2 separate regions of the Gossypium hirsutum genome follow, and region 1 is linked to region 2. The links are chromatin contacts, called in public Hi-C maps. All regions are on one chromosome and are shown on one strand. The core of a region is the stretch at or near the end of the contact, and the rest is flanking DNA. Distances in the headings are between cores, read along the strand shown. Region 1 has its middle 50 kb from the start of LOC107902299. Region 2 holds the start of LOC107939214.

Evidence for each region. Hi-C and Micro-C count contacts between places; a contact is called where the count stands out from the background.
Region 1: a contact with region 2 is called in a Hi-C map of leaf, with 1.6 times the contacts expected there. The contact joins the enhancer-like site here to the promoter of LOC107939214 in region 2. A contact is called at or near these places in 3 of 34 Hi-C or Micro-C datasets (hypocotyl and leaf).

The regions. Positions count from the first base shown.
Region 1 is chrD05:47,134,076-47,139,315 of Gossypium_hirsutum_v2.1, forward strand. No RefSeq gene overlaps it. Among protein-coding and RNA genes, the nearest start is that of LOC107902299, 50 kb to the right of the region's middle. Within about 2 kb of position 1,521, at least 5 of the 9 cell types and tissues checked have an H3K27ac peak or open chromatin away from gene starts, as enhancers often do. A contact at or near this core is called in hypocotyl and leaf, where this site is marked.
Region 2 is chrD05:47,047,098-47,052,588 of Gossypium_hirsutum_v2.1, forward strand. LOC107939214 reads left to right here and starts at 1,610. Exons shown (of 7, transcript XM_016872507.2): 1 at 1,610-2,038; 2 at 2,147-2,227; 3 at 2,342-2,518; 4 at 3,780-3,950; 5 at 4,204-4,416; 6 at 4,496-4,584; 7 at 4,884-5,491. The coding sequence starts at 1,951.

The DNA of each region.
Region 1 (5,240 bases), core at 271-2,770, 87 kb after region 2:
CTTTAATTTAATTAATTTTAGTCTTTTTACTTTTTGAATTGGTCAATTTTAGTCCTCCTACTTTTCAGAATTTGAAATATTTTAGTTCTAACCTAATCAATAGCAGTTAAATCTATTTGATTAAATTCAATTGTTAATCTTGTACTTTGCACATAATTCTAGATTTAGTTTATATTTTCTAATTGTATCATTCTAAGTCCCTGTACTTTTTAAATTTTGAAATTTTAATCTTGACATAAATGATAGTCGTTGATCCATTAACTAGATTTTTAGCGGGTAATATGGAGAAATAATAAGCTGGTATAAGATTACACATATAATAATATATTTGTTATATCAGATTTTGAAAATAGTATAACTTAACTTAATGAATTAACAACTATTATTTGCTGAGGACTGAAATTTTAAAATTTGAAAGGTATAATGACTAAAAAAGAACAAATTAGAGTACAATGATTAAATCCACAACTTTTGTAAAATATAAGGATTAATAGTAAATTTTAACCTATCATAAATATATTAAAATTTAAAAGTATTAAAAAAATAACTTTATAAACCACAAGTCTTGATTTAAATGGAGTGATGATTAAAACTCTTATCAAACATTCAAATCATGTTACCCCCATCCCCTACCACTAATATTGTATAAAAACAATTTTATAAACTACAATGTGTGGCATGATAATTGCTCACTTCATCCACAGTCATGAAAATGAAATATATTTCATTATCAGCGATTTAAAATTTTTATATAAAAATAACGTTATAACATCATATGATTTATTAAAAGTACATAAATTTATACATTCCCTATACATCAAATATAAATCAATTGATATACCATATAAAATTCATATTCACAAGCTAAAAAAACTTGTAAATATTTTAATTCTCTGTTAATCAACTTTAGTAATGTACCCTAAAAAAATGCAATCACCATACTAGTGCTATTTAAAATCTAAAATATTATACAAGTTCCAGCTTATGCCTATGTAACAAGATAATTTTAACAATTTAAATAAATTTTAAAATTTTAATTGTACTCTAATAAACATAAATTAATTCTTAACACAAATAAGGAGCTAAGTGAAAGAATAAGAAGATTTTTAATTGTAAAGAAAATCTGAAGTATAATGATAAAATTTAAAGGATTTTCTATATTTTAACATTTCTTTTTTATAAAATAATTAGATCTTTTAGATGATTGAGCAACTTAAATAATATGACTAGATATATATTATTAACTCAGTCAACAACGATACGATATGTTGCATTTTCTGTTCTCATTTCTAGTTTTGATTGCACGCCTTGGATGTTTTGTCGTTTTATGTATGTGGGCTTTGTGGTAGGGCCTAATAAATGCTTACCTTTAAAGTGGCCTACGCACGTGTCTGACAGGTCCTTCACTCGCCTAAACCCAAACACCACCATCCAAAAATACATCTGTTCTAGTAATCCTCGAACCACAAAAAGTCGTGGGTTTGACGTGTGTCTCTTCTAGGCCGCGTCATCGCTAATCCAATGGCTAAAGGTAACCCTCCATCTGCCTTTCTTTTGGGATGGTTTTGATCACATGGGGTGCTGTCCAGCCAGGCTCCAGAGGTAGATTCATGATGAGACGAGAGAGACTTATATAATTCTTGTTTTCCTATATCATATTTTTATAATTATTTCCATTTATATATTACAAACCCAGTTTTTAAATCATTTACGTATATGCTAATTTCCTTTTTTTCTTTTAAGTTTATAACTACATTATAATTAAAGTGCTAGTAGAACTATTAAAATATAAATAGATTAAAATTTAGAATAAAAACTTAGTTTTTTAATAAAAAAACTCATATTATTATAGTATAAATTATAAATCAGAAATATCCAAATTATAAATTAATTAACCGAATTAAAATTCAATAATTCATAATGGAATTTAAATAGTTACATATTTTTATTGCGTATGGTGAATATTAAATTTAAATACTCAAAGACTTAAAACATCTGTTTTTGTCAACTGAAACGAAACTTCATTAGATTTTTGTGTTATTTTTATATTATATTTTCATTATCTTTTAATGTCGATACAAAATTTAGTCCTAGTTGACATTGAAAAATTAATGTCAATCATTGAGAATAACTTAAGGGGGAAGAGTTTAATGGAGATTAGAGGGATATTTTTTTTATAGTAAGAGGAAGAACTCTTTTCGGAAGAGGAGCTTAGCATCAGCTCTTTTAGGGTTTTATAGGAGTTGTCGTAACTTGTAAAATTATGAAAAAAAATTATTTCGCACTGATCCGATTGCACTTGCAGTGGGTAATAGAAGACTTTTCAAAGATATGATAAAAAATTAAATAATTGGACTTTTATTAAGAATGAATGCTGATTTAACAATAGCTAACGAGAAAGTATGGGCGGATGGGACAAGTCCTTCCATAGGCTAGTTCTCCATAATAAAAGTAGTTAATTTCATGAGACACTGTATGCAAGGTGATAAGATACAACATTTATATTATTTTTATTAGAAATAATAAGGCAAATAGAAATGGCCCCACATAACAAGTTGGCAAAGTTTTTGGATTCTGAATGTCACGTTATTGCATTAAAAAAAGGATTTACTCGTGATTTGTTCTTGAATTAGAACCAAAAAATTAGAGCATTTTTCTCAATTGGATTAGACCATTTTTAGAAGCGGGGTTACGTGTTAATTTAAAGCATTTTTCTTATTTTACTATCTATTTTTTATTATCAGTTTTTTTTTTATCTTAAAAGTCTTTGGAATAACGTTGTTAAAAAAATGGTTGAATACATTTAACATATCAAAATGAGCTACATAACATTTTATTCATGCAAACCATGACTTGACATTTCGATTTTTGTTTTTTTGACGAAGGCAACAAATTTTAAATTATTTAAAATTAAACAAAATCAAATTAAATGTTGATGAATCATTGATGGTCAATTCTTTTTTGAGTTCTGTAAAAAAAAGAAATGTTTTTTAATTATTATATTTTCTAGAATTTATACATATTTTTATTTTTTTACTTTCTTTTTTAAAATATTTTAATTTTTAAAATTTGTAATATATTTTTTATAATTTAGAATTTTTAGAAGTTATATACTATTTTAAATTCATTTTTTATTTTTTAAAAAATTTATTTTAGAATTTATACATATTATTTAATATTTTAATCTAAGTGGATGTCATGCCATCGTTGACATGGATAAAAAAAACCCACCATGTAGTGTGTTTTAATGAGTTCCACGTGGCCACCTATTTTTTCTAACGTCGTTAACTCTAAGTACTAAGGGCCTTATAGATGGGCAGTGTGTTTACTTGCGGTTAGTGTAAAAAAAACGGTGGCGGTGAGATTAAATATTGTAGTTATACTGTAGCGTGAAACAAAAAGAAAGCTAAATGCACTGCATTGGAGGTAAACGCCCATCTAAAGGGGTCCTAAATTGGTTGACAAAATGATAATTTAAATATCAAAGTAGGGAAAAAATAAATTTGGTGCAAAAGTGAAAAAGGTGGTATAATTAAGGTTTAAATCAAGAATAAAACCTATAAAAATACATTGTTAGAAAAATGCCTTGGGTTGCATGAAGAAAATTTAAAATTTTTCATGTATCCAAGATCACCTTGGATAGTTAAGAACAACAAAACATCAATAATCTAGTACTTGGTTGTGCTTTGATCCACTTTGACAAGTTGGAGAAGTTGATTTGCGATTGAACTTGAAATGCCTGTAGTGAACTGTACTCCTTTACTGAAACTACCATATCTCAGAATAAAGACCTCGAAATTAGGTGATTCCAACCATTTCGAAGAGGGCTTGAGTGTCTACAATATGGTTACACAAATTTCCTAAAAGTTTGTCAAAAGGTCTCGAAAGTTCAAGTCGAAGTTACTCATGTGAAACCCAATAATTAATCTTGTAACTCACAAGGAACTTTATTGCTTTACGAAAACATATCTTGGGTGTGACACCCTACACTTGTTCTGATAATTGGATCCAAATATAGAATGCCACATTTCGTTGCCAAAACAACTCAAACTTAATTCTCATTAATCAATTTAAGAATATAGATTTTCCATTTATATTGTTTTATAAAAATTTTGACAGTATCTCTTCTAGTTTATTCAAATCCACCTGCAATTAAACTTAACATATATTTCAATACACAAGTAAAACTTCCAAATCAATTATCAACACTTCTTCAAGCATATCATATTCGAGATTCATCACTTAAATTGTATGTATAAGCATATATAAATACTATAATGTAACAGTCTGAATTTGGGGCTAGTCAGAATAGTGGTTTCAGAACCACAAATTGGACGAGAAAAAAATTTATTTTCATTATATTTTATGGTCTATGATTTCACAAAATGATTTTGTGAAAATTTCGTTCGAAAATTTTGACGTTTGGGCACTCAATTTAGTCAAAAGGACTAAATTGTAAAAACTACAAAAGTTGAGTTCTATATGTTAGAGGTGTCCAATTGTTATGAAATTTTAAATTGGAGGTCTTTATATGGTAATTAGACCATTATTTAAGTTGGTGGACAAAAATTGGTATGGTTAGGTACGTTTCCAAAGTTTTTCATTAAGGGCATTTTGGTCATTTAGTTATTAAAATGAATTAAAAACAAAATTAAAAGCCAATTTTTGTCCATCTTCAACCCCTAGGCCGAAAATTACATGGAGAAACCATGGATAGGGTTTTTCAAGCTTCCAAGCTCGATTTTAAGTCTGTTCTATCCCCGTTTTTAATGATTTTTACGTTTTTGAAATCCTCATAACAAGATTTACTTATTTTTACCATTGTTTTGAACTAGGGTTTGTGTTTAAAAATTTACCCATGAATGATATGCATGTATTTTGATGTTTTATGGAAGAATATGAATGTTTGGTGTGTGATAAACGATTTGTACTAAGCAATTTTTGATGAAAATGCCTAAAAGGATTAATTTGTAAAAGTTATAAAATATGTCACAAGTGTGTCAATAAGTGAGTATTGTGAACTGCTATAGTTATGAAAATGGTTCAGCTAGGCCTAAAATTCAAGGAAATTGAATAAAAATTATTTTACGAGCCTAGGGGCTAAATCGTAATTTTGTGAAACTTTAGGGGCAAAAACATAAATTTTCCAAAGTATGATTTTTGGACTGGAATGAATAGTGTGAAGGTTATATAAGTTAAATGTATTGTTATAAATCAAGAAAGACGAGAAATTGAAATTG
Region 2 (5,491 bases), core at 360-2,859:
CAAGCCACACACATCCACTAACTCAATTAATGGTCTAATTACCACATAAGGACCTCCACTTTAAATTTCTATAGCTGTTTAACAACACTTTTAGCTAATAGAAGACAACTTTTACACTTTACGCGATTTAGTCCTTTTCATCAAATTGAGCATACAAACGGTAAAATTTCTTAACGAAATTTTTATAAAATAATAATGTCATGCTGTAGATCACAAAATAATACTAAAATAAATTTTTTGACCTCAGATTTATGGTCCTGAAACCACTATTCTAATTTCACTAAAAACGGGCTATTACAAAAGTTGACACAAAATTGCATTTGATCAAGATCTAAATAGAGATCAAATCTTTCACGTGCTTAAAATATAAAAATTAAAAAAATTAAACAAAATTATCATAATTAATTAAGAATTAAAATAATAATAATCTAAATATGAAACATAAAATAAAAACTCCATTCAAAATTTTGCATCTTGCGTCTAAAGCTTCAAATGAAAAATCATGGAGGATAAGTGTAATCTTCAACACATAAGAATTTTTATTTCTGAGTAAGATCATGCTGACAACGTATTATAAAACTAAAAGAAGAATATAAAGATTAAGAGAGAAAGAAAGATTTTCTTTTCTTTGTATTTTTTTTTATTATATCTATTCTATTGATTGAATAAGTGATGATCCAATGGTTCTTACTCAAAGAATCTTTGGACTTAGTTTGAAGGTTTTATTGAATCATCGTGGTTCTGGTATGAATCTGAAGTTTTAATTGATTCATAGGGTCTTAACAAGAGAATTCCTATCAAAAAGAAAGAAAACAAGAATAAAGCCACATTTCATACAAAGAACAAATCAAAGTAAAGAAAAATAAATAAGTAGGTAAATAGAAGATTCAAGAGGCCCGTAACGCTCAAGATACAATAAGCTTGTACATACCCTCTATTTATAGGGCTTCAAGTACCATAAGTTAAAAAATAATAAGGACCAACATTAAGAACTGACATTAAGATACTCTATAAATTATTTAGGGGTTATAAAATAATTAATTTAAGGGTCATAGACAATTATTGTTTGAGGGTTACAATAAGATATATTTAAGGGAATTATGGATATCCACTTATCAATATATTTACAACAAAAGCATATTTTTATAAAAAAAGTAAAAATATTTCTTAAAAAAGAGTAAAAACATATAATATATTAAAAATTAATTTTTGATATAATAAAAGTATATACTTTATGTATTAAATCTTCTTTATTTTTTTGAATTAATGTATTTTTTATTTTCATATTACCATTTACAATGATTAATCCTTTTGAGATTAATATCCTTTTTAAAAGTTAAAGTTTTCTGATCAGGATAAAGTAAAGTAAACTATACATTATTAATAAATTTATTTCCTTTAAATGATAAATCATGATATAATATAAAATTATATACTATCAAATATATTTTTAAAAGGATATACTATCAAATTTTAACATATATTAAATATAATTATAAATCATGAAAATACATTAATCCCGTAGTAATACACGAAGATCCAGGTATAACCACATCATGTTGATTTTCTCTCTCTTTCACTGTCACAGCGAGTGCCCTTTACCTCTTTTGCTTTATTATTATTAATTTTTCTTATTGCTTTTCCTCCCTTTTTCTTGTCTCTTTCCCTTTCCTCTTCTTCTACTCACCACTCTACTCTTCACGGTGTCTCAAAAGAAACCAAGAAAAAGAACCATCTTTTCCTATTGTTATTAAAAAAACTAGGAAAAAAAATTGAAAAGCACACTGTTTTACTCTAGCTCAAAGTGTTCATTCACTTTCCTGCAAAAGTCCCAGATTCTGAATAGGGTTTTGCATTTCTTCTCAATGTGTAAAGCTTGAATATCCTTTCATATCTAAGAGCTCTTTGTTGGGTTTTCTTTTTCTTTTTCTTGCTTTAGTGGAAGTGGCAATGGGTAAAAATGTGTTGGTCTTGGGTATTGCTCTTTTGCTTCTTCTTGGAGGTGTCACTTCAGCTCCTACTACTTCTTCACCTGCAAGTAAGTTTCCAAACAAATGAAAAAGCTCGCATTGATTTTGATCTGCTTCTAGATTTAAGCTAAATCCTTGCTTTAATGGAAAATGAATTTGATTCTTTGTTCCTGCAGAGATCGTAAGTGGGGTTTTCTCTAATGCCGTGTCTGCCTCTATGAAATGGTTATGGTCACTCAAATCTACCACTAAAACAGGTTAAGATCTCCGACTATTAGAATTTAGAATTAAAACCCACATTTCCTCTTTTTTTTTGGCTTTGAGGTTAGCATCTGATGTGGTGGTCTCCATGGTATTTTATGTATGTATAGCAATTACTGGCCGTCCAATGATGAAGTTTGAGGGTGGATACACTGTGGAGACTGTGTTTGATGGAAGTAAGCTTGGGGTTGAACCTCACACTATTGAGATTTTGCCCAGTGGAGAGCTGCTAATTTTGGACTCTGCTAATAGCAACCTTTATCGGATGTCTAGTTCTTTATCTCTGTGTAAGTGGGTTTCTTCTTTCTCGTAGTATTATTCAAATGGTTGGCTTTGTTAATTTTTGTTGCATTTGCATTAGTAATTCAAATTGTTTGCCTTGTTTGGGTAATGCTTTGTTTTTTTAGTGTGATCTTTTCTTACTGAATGTTTCAAGGCTTGTTATTAATGGAAAAAGTTGAGGTATTTGCATCTGTTGGCAGTGAGTCCTGTTGCTGAACCTGCCTCATAAAGGACAGTGCACGTTTAGCTGAGTTGGCATACATTCTCCATTGTCCAAGTGCTGAGTGCAATTTTTTATTTTGATGGTCTTGTTAGAGTTAGAGCAAGTTGTTTCATCTGTCAAGCATTTTAATGTACTTCAAATGCATTTCCATTTCATATATTTGAAAGATGCCGGTTATAGAAATATTTGTAAGTTAGAACTTAGATGAATGGTGCAGATGTTCTACCAATATTTTATAAAATATTGTTATGTTTTTCTTCAAATAAATTGGAAACAAATAGATCTTTCACTAAGAGCATTTAAATAATTTTGAGGATTATAACATTTTCAACTTGGTAACTTGGGAATGCTGTAAACTGTAAATGTATATATCATAGACGTTTGGCAAGTTCAATGGAATGTAAACTTATCGTGCTTCTACTCAGTTTTATTCTTCTTAGGTTATTTTGATGTCTTAACCAGTCATTGCAAAATTTTTAAGATAAAGATTCCGTCCATTGTGTGATGTCTCAACCGTGTTACTCTTTTCTCTCTGCACTGCATGCGTATTACCCTATTACGATGTTACCTGGGATGCAGATCAGTCTGTACAAGGAACGATAATTAGAACTTAAATCGCTACTAATATGAAACCTAATTTAGGGGTAATAGGAATAAAATACAATTTATTAGAACATTGAACGTATTTCTGGAACTTAGATATATAGTTTTTGTGTTTGTATAATTAAATAAGTCTAAATTGATGAATAAATTCTGAAGTTTGTGAATTGTTTGTATTACTCAAATTTATGATGAACTATATGCTGTGGGATCATTATTCTTACTGAATTGGATCCCTAGTGTGTTCCTTTATTGGGATCATGCATACCAATACAAAAATGGCTAGGGAGATGGCAGTTTCTGGTAAGAGAGCCCTATTAAGATTGATTACATGTAAGGTTCTGGTATTCACTCAATCAATTCCCCAGTCATGCTTGTCTTGCGTTGTCCATAGAAAAGTCTTTTCTTGTAAACATTTCATTTAAATTATGGGAGAAATGCAGATAGTAGACCAAGGCTGGTTGCTGGATCCCCGGAAGGATACCCTGGACATGTAGATGGGAAGCTGAGAGAGGCAAGGATGAACCATCCGAAAGGGCTAGCAGTAGATGATAGAGGGAATATTTATATTGCAGACACTATGAACATGGCAATCAGGAAGATAAGTGATGCAGGTAAGCAATGTAAAATACTGAGTTTCCTGAAAGAGGAATTGCTAATCACTTGTTATTTTGACGTAAGTATGCAAGTTTTATATCCTTCATTCTTCTTGCATCTTACTTACTTCTGTGCATCACATTTTCCTCTTTTTCTCAAAATTATTTATAGGATCACTATTTGGCAAGCTTAGTGTTTGTCATCATGTTAAACTTTTGCAATGTCTTAAAATTCTCAAAGTATTGCTGATACAACTGAAATCCTCTTCAGGTATTACGACAATTGCTGGTGGGAAATTGACCCGGGGAGGGGGACATGTAGATGGACCAAGTGAAGATGCAAAGTTTTCTAACGATTTTGATGTAGTCTATGTTGGAAGCAGTTGCTCTCTTCTTGTGATAGATAGAGGAAACCGAGCGATTAGAGAGATTCAACTACATTTTGATGACTGTGCCTATCAGTATGGAAGTGGTTTTCCTCTTGGTAAATTAATTCACCTAAATTTGATCTTCGTTAGTTCTTGATATTGGGGGTTTACAAATTGTAATATCTGTCATTGCAGGAATTGCTGTTCTTGTTGCTGCTGGCTTCTTTGGTTACATGCTAGCTTTGCTGCAGCGTAGAGTGGGCACCATTGTATCAACCCAGAAAGTGAGTATTCAGTATTATTATTCATATACAAATCCTTTACCTATGATTCTCCTCTAGAATATTTTAACTCGACTTTTGCTTTGGCTGAATATTGTATATAAAAATCGCATCTCCGTGAGTGTCCCTCAATCATAAGCCTTGTTCCATAACAGAAGAGCATAGATGCTTTGAGATTAAAATTTGACCCAACATGAGAACAGCAAACATTCTTGTTTTTTAACTGGAAATTCTAGATGATGTTTCTGTTGCTTTTATAAAAGAAAATGAGATCTTTTAACGTTTGTTCTATACTCATGAAGGATCAGGATTCAGTTAAAGTAGATGCCACTGTATTGAGTCCATATCAGAAACCGCTGAAATCAGTCAGGCCACCTTTAATTCCGACGGAAGATGAACAGGAGAAGCAAGAAGAAGGCTTCTTTGGATCCCTCGGGAAGCTTTTTGTCAATGGCGGTGTTTCTGCATTGGAAATTTTCAGAAGCGTACTTCCTGGTTTTAGAAAGGAGCCACCGAACTATCAATATCAGAGCCAGCACCAGCAACAACTGAAGCAGACAATGCCGTGGGCTGCACAAGAGAGCTTTGTCATACCAGATGAAGATGATCCCCCATCAATTGATACTCGAACCCCCACTCCACGCAAAACATACCCTTTCATGTCCAAAGATGCTGACAAACTCCATCAGTTGCGTCAAAGCCGGGCTTTCTACAATGGATGGGATGTTGATATGCAACAGCAGAAACAGCATCATCATCATCATCGCCATCAGACGTCTACCCCACATACAGTCTATGAGCAAAGCCATGAGAAAACCAATGAGATAATTTTTGGAGCAGTTCAAGATCAAGAAGGGAAGCGTGAAGCTGTGGTCATAAGGCCGATCGATTATGGAGACAAAACGTACTA